2 separate regions of the Mus musculus genome follow, and region 2 is linked to region 1. The links are chromatin contacts, called in public Hi-C maps. All regions are on one chromosome and are shown on one strand. The core of a region is the stretch at or near the end of the contact, and the rest is flanking DNA. Distances in the headings are between cores, read along the strand shown. Region 1 overlaps Ak7 (adenylate kinase 7). Region 2 has its middle 39 kb from the start of Vrk1.

Region 1 (2,700 bases), core at 116-2,615:
AATCCTCTTCTGTGAAGGGAACCTCGTTGTCGTCCTAAGGGAGACACAAGGTGCAAGGCGGTGCAAGGCGAGTGCCCCAGAGCCAGGGGAGGACGCCCTGCTCACGGAGGCGCTCCTTCTGGCTCAATGGAAGTGTAATGCTCTCTGCTTCCCAAGAATGAAGCCCGCATCTCCAGAGAGCTGGCTCAGAGAATCTCCAACAGTGCCCACATAAGGAAGCGACAGATATTCCCAGTGATGGACATAACAAGGACACTGCATATCTCATCCAAACGTACCCCACGGACACGTGCAACCCTGACTGAATCACATAGTGTGAGTAACCTGTAAGCCCCGCGTGCCCAAGGACCCGCAACATCCTGGAATGCTGGGGGCTGCTGGTCATGGAAAATAGCAAGTCAGGTGTTTTCACTCCGCCAAACAAGGTTGGTTGTCCCAGCTGCACAGGATGCACTCGATCTCAACCACACCCCACCCTCCACCCCCACCTAAAGATTTATGTATTTTTTTAAAGATTTTTTTTATTATTTTATCTAAGTACACTGTAGCTGTCTTCAGATGCACCAGAAGAGAGCATCAGATCTCATTACGGATGGTTGTGAGCCACCATGTGGTTGCTGGGATTTGAACTCAGGACCTTCAGAAGAGCAGTCGGTGCTCTTAACCACTGAGCCATCTCTCCAGCCCCCGATTTATGTATTTATTATACGTAAGTACACTGTAGCTGTCTTCAGACATACCAGAAGAGGGTGTCAGATCTCATTACAGATGGTTGTGAGCCAACCATGTGGTTGCTGGGATTTGAACTCAGGACCTTCAGAAGATCAGACAGTGCTCTTAACCGCTGAGCCTACTTGATCTCATAATAGGCAGGATGCATGCTTTTCCCTGATGGATGGTGGCAGGAAGTACTATAGCCTGTGGCTTCAGCCTTTATGAATGCCTGACTAAAATAATTCAGCACCATTCTCAGGGGGGTGGGTGGGGGTGGGGTCCCAGGTATGAGCCTGGCCAGTATTTTATAAAGCTTGCTTTAATTGGACAGTCATGGATTTGGTTTTTCTCCTTGCCATTTTCAGGTTTAACACCTCCACCTCCTCTGTCCTGGGATTACAGACATGGGATACCATGGCCATTTTATACTAACATATGTAAAACCACCTGCTTTGAATTTATATTTATAGATCTGGCTCCTGGGAGCCCTAGACCTCTTCCTTCTGTGACTGCAGTAACCAGAGTGTGTGAAACCTCTAAACTGGGCTGGGGAAAAGCCCAACAACCTTGTTTTTGAGAGTGCACAAAGTCCCCAAGAGCAAGCATCCTATGACAACCCCTCATAGCAATAACCAGACAGGCTACAACAGCAGGGCCAACATACATGTAGATAACCTAAGACATCCTGCAGCAAATAGATAGCCTAGCCATCCTGATTGTCAGGTGGTTTTGCCCCCATGTTTGGTTCCTGCAGATTACTCCAGAAATGCAGTTGTTAAAATATTAACTTGCTGACCTGTATGGAAATTTCCCAAGCTTGCTGTAACCACAATAAATACCCTGTACCCCTAGACTCAAGGCTCTCACGACTGACCCCCTGCTATGGTGATGGGTGAGAGTTCTTGCTCCCAAGCTTGTAGTAAAGACCCTTGTGTGTGTGCATCGGCACTGGCTCCTCGGTGGTCTTTGGGGTCCCTGAGTCTTGGATATAACACTGTGACTGTACACTGAGAAAGGCATTAATTCAAGACAAGAAGTGGATTATTATCAGAGACATGGGCAGGGAGTGGTGCCCACGCTCTCCTCTCAGCACTCAGGGGGCAGAGGTAGGCAGGTCTTTTGAGTTCCAGGCTAGTAAGGGCTATAAAGTGAGACCTGATCTCAAGCCATGGGGAAAAAAAAAAAAACCAATACATTTATAGTATAATCAGTAAAGGGTGAAATTTACCCATGGTCAAAGGCATTCAGGAACTTAAAAAAAAATTATCAGGCATGGTGATAGCAATCCCAGCCCTTGGGAGGCAGAGGTTAGTGGATCTTTGAGTTCAAGGCCAGCCTGGTCTATAGGGTAAGTTCCAGGACAGCCAGGACCACACAAAGAAACCATATCTGGAAAAATCAAAAGTAAATCAAAAGATTAACAATGCAAGAAGGGTGTGGCATGTAAACATGAATGCCAGAGTGGATTTTCCCTTTTTTATGCATGCCTCTGTGTGTTTGTGTGTGTGTGTGTGTGTGTGTGTGTGTGTGTGTTGGTTGGCAGGTGCACATGTACGGGTGGGTATTTTCTGCTGTCTAAATACTTTAACAGCTGGGTCATCTCCCTAGCCCACAAACGACAGTATTTATGCCAGTACCATACCTGCACATTTGCTCAGTTAAGCAGAGAGATTCTTGGGCTGGCGAGATGGCTCAGTGGTTAAGGACACTGACTGCTCTTCCAAAGGTCCTGAGTTCAATTCCCAGCAACCACACCGTGGCGCACAACCATCTGTAATGGGATCTGATGCCCTCTTCTGGTGTGTCTAAAGGCAGCAACAGTGTACTCATACATAAAATAAATAAATAAATAAATAAATAAATAAATAAATAAATAAAAGAGGAGCAGTTCTCACAGGCATGCTCTTGACTTGAAAGTACAGGCTGTAGTCAAGAAGATGAGATCCTGTCCCAGGCTCCTCCGCTGGCCCTGGAATTGAAGTGAGT
Region 2 (2,700 bases), core at 130-2,629, 250 kb before region 1:
CTCCGTGACATAACAATCAAATGATTAGGTATTTCCTTTGTGCTGCATTCTGGATGTGATGTGTCTTCAGGGCTCACATCTTGGAAGCTTGGTCCCCACTGTGGTGATATGAGGCATTCGTTTCTTTAACCGATGGAGTCGAGTAAGATTCTTATGTCATAGGAAGTCTTGGAAGGGAATAAGGATCCTCTCGAGAGATATGAGCCGATTGTTACAGAAGCCTGAGTTTGATCCTTGACTTACTCTCCGGCTTCCTGTTTCGAGATGAGATCACTTCCTCATGCACACACTCCAGCTCAGATGTACACGAGCTCAGGTTACATAAACTCACCAGATACTACTCAGGGACAAAGCCATCATGCCCTTGAGCACCAAGAACTTTCCTAGGCCCTCTCGGTTTTCTTCTATGTTGCTGTGACAAAATACTTGACAGAAGCAAGTTAATGAAGAAAAGGGTTTGTTCTGGCTCACAGTCTGAGGGCACATGGTCCATGCTGTGTTCTGGCTCACAGTCTGTGGGTGCACATTCCATCACAGCAGGAAGCCGTGGTGATAGGCCCTTGAAGCAGCTGGTTACATTGTGTCCACCCTCAGGCTGGTGGTGTTCAGCTTGCTTTCTCCTTTTTAAGTAGTCTAAGGCAGGAGCCCATGGGCTCACCTTGCCCTGTCTTCCCTTCTTAGTTACACCTCCCTGGAAATGCCCTCATGGGCACACACATAGTTGTATTTCCATGGTGACTCTGAATCCCATAAAGTTAACAATGCAGAGGAACCATCGCAGGCCCCAGGAGGGCAGAATATTTATCCCTTCTGCTTCCCTGGGACTTTTGTCCCAGTTGTGGGACTTTCTGTAGCTCATGGGACATTAAGTAGTGGTTCTAGGGCAGGCAGGATTTTTCTCTGCTGGTTAAAGAACTGAAGGATAGAAAATATCTTGGTGCAAAGCCCAAGTGTGTATTGACACATGTGCTGACCCCTCGAGAAGGGGCTGCTAGAAGGGAGGGGGCATTGAAGACTCTGGGAGTCCAAGTGTGTATTGACACATGTGCTGACCCCTCGAGAAGGGGCTGCTAGAAGGGGGGGGGGGGCACTGAAGACTCTGGGAGTCCAAGTGTGTATTGTCACATGTGCTGACCCCTCTGAAGGTCCACTAGAATACAGGGACACTGATGGTGGTATAATGAGGTGCGGAGCTTAATGGGGAAAGAGGAAATTGAGACAGAAAAGGAAAAATGGAGATTCATTTTCCTTCTATCTCACCTGCCCCCAGCCCGGCCTCTGTAGGCACAGCTGAGGGGAAGTGTGGAGAGCTCCAGAGAGCTCCAGAGCTCTGGGGTTTATGGCATCTCCACCCAAACCGCTTCACAAAGAGCTTCTAGCCAGTGGCTGCTTCCTCTTCACCCTGGTAACACTCAAAACAAAACCACATCCCACCACAGCTTGCAAGGTCTCACGGAAAGGGTGGCTGTGCATCCAAGCGGGCTGGCTGTGGCTCTCCTGCCCCCAGGGGTCACACGCAGTAAGCTGGAACTCCAGGCAACATCTCCCAAACTTGTTTGGCGGTGGTGTATTATGGTGGTGCGTTATTTAAATGATACTGTTCTGTCAGGGAGCCAGCAGAGGCTCACACGGTGTCATTTAAATGGAAGAAGCCGATTTAAAAAAAAAAAAAAGTCTTATAGTAGGATTAATTGCTGTGAGAAGTGATCAAAATTTGATCCATATGCTTAATAAAAAAGTAAACATTGAATAATTGCATCAATAAATGTTAAAACTACAAGATAAAAGGCGTGACAAAGATAGGCAATTGTCAACCAGAAGGCACACAGATTGGCAGAGAGTAGGAGAAATGCACGGCCTGTTATAGGCTGGCATGGCTTCCTACAGAAGGTGATCTGTCATCGGACATCCTACTACTCACATCGGGTTGGGGAGACCCTTTCCCAAAGAGACAATAACATTTGAGAAGAGAAGATACTCCAAGCTGTGGACTCCCCGCTCCCTGCCACTGTCCTCAGCCCCAAAGGCAGGTTCTACAACCAGGGATAGTTTAGGACAAGCATAGTGGTCTGTGTATGCTCTGCCCAGGGAGTAGCACTTTTAGGAGGTGTGGCCCTGTTGGAGTGGGTGTGGCCTTGTTGGAGCAGGTGTGTCACTGTGGGTGGGGGCTTAAAGACCCTCATCCTAGCTGCCTGGAAGCTAGTATTCTGCTAACAGCCTTCAGATGAAGATGTAGAACTCTCAGCTTCTTCTGCACCATGTCTGCCTGGATGCCACCATGTTCCCACATTGATGACAATGGACTGAACTTCTAAACCTGTAAGCCAGCCCCAGCTAAATGTTGTCCTTATAAGAGTTGCCTTTAATCCCAGCACTCGGGAGGCAGAGGCAGAGGCAGAGGCAGAGGCAGGCGGATTTCTGAGTTAGAGGCCAGCCTGGTCTACAGAGTGAGTTCCAGGACAGCCAGGGCTACACAGAGAAACCCTGTCTCGAAAAACCAAAAAAGAAGAAGAAAAAAAAAAGAGTTGCCTTGATCATGGTGTTTGTTTACAGCAGTAAAATCCTAACTAATACCAACAACAACAACAACACCCATTAAAGAGATGCCAAGATGGCTTAGTCAGTAGAGAGCCTGCCTTGAGAGCATGAGGAGTATGAGGACCTGAGTTTGAAACCCAGCACCCATGTAAAAACAGGGCA

The links. Hi-C and Micro-C count contacts between places; a contact is called where the count stands out from the background.
Region 2: a Hi-C map of pre-megakaryocyte-erythroid progenitors shows a contact between it and region 1, with 5 times the contacts expected there. The contact joins two enhancer-like sites. A contact is called at or near these places in 4 of 484 Hi-C or Micro-C datasets (the HL-1 cell line, embryonic stem cells, liver and 1 more).

What each region holds. Positions count from the first base shown.
Region 1 is chr12:105,723,521-105,726,220 of GRCm38.p6, reverse strand. It overlaps Ak7 (adenylate kinase 7), which reads right to left. Exons shown (of 18, transcript NM_030187.1): 5 at 1-34. Among named protein-coding and RNA genes, the nearest start is that of Ak7, 19 kb to the right of the region's middle. Within about 2 kb of position 1,365, at least 9 of the 459 cell types and tissues checked have an H3K27ac peak or open chromatin away from gene starts, as enhancers often do. A contact at or near this core is called in pre-megakaryocyte-erythroid progenitors, where this site is marked.
Region 2 is chr12:105,970,075-105,972,774 of GRCm38.p6, reverse strand. No RefSeq gene overlaps it. Among named protein-coding and RNA genes, the nearest start is that of Vrk1, 39 kb to the left of the region's middle. RefSeq lists an enhancer at 1-89. Within about 2 kb of position 1,379, at least 48 of the 459 cell types and tissues checked have an H3K27ac peak or open chromatin away from gene starts, as enhancers often do. A contact at or near this core is called in pre-megakaryocyte-erythroid progenitors, where this site is marked.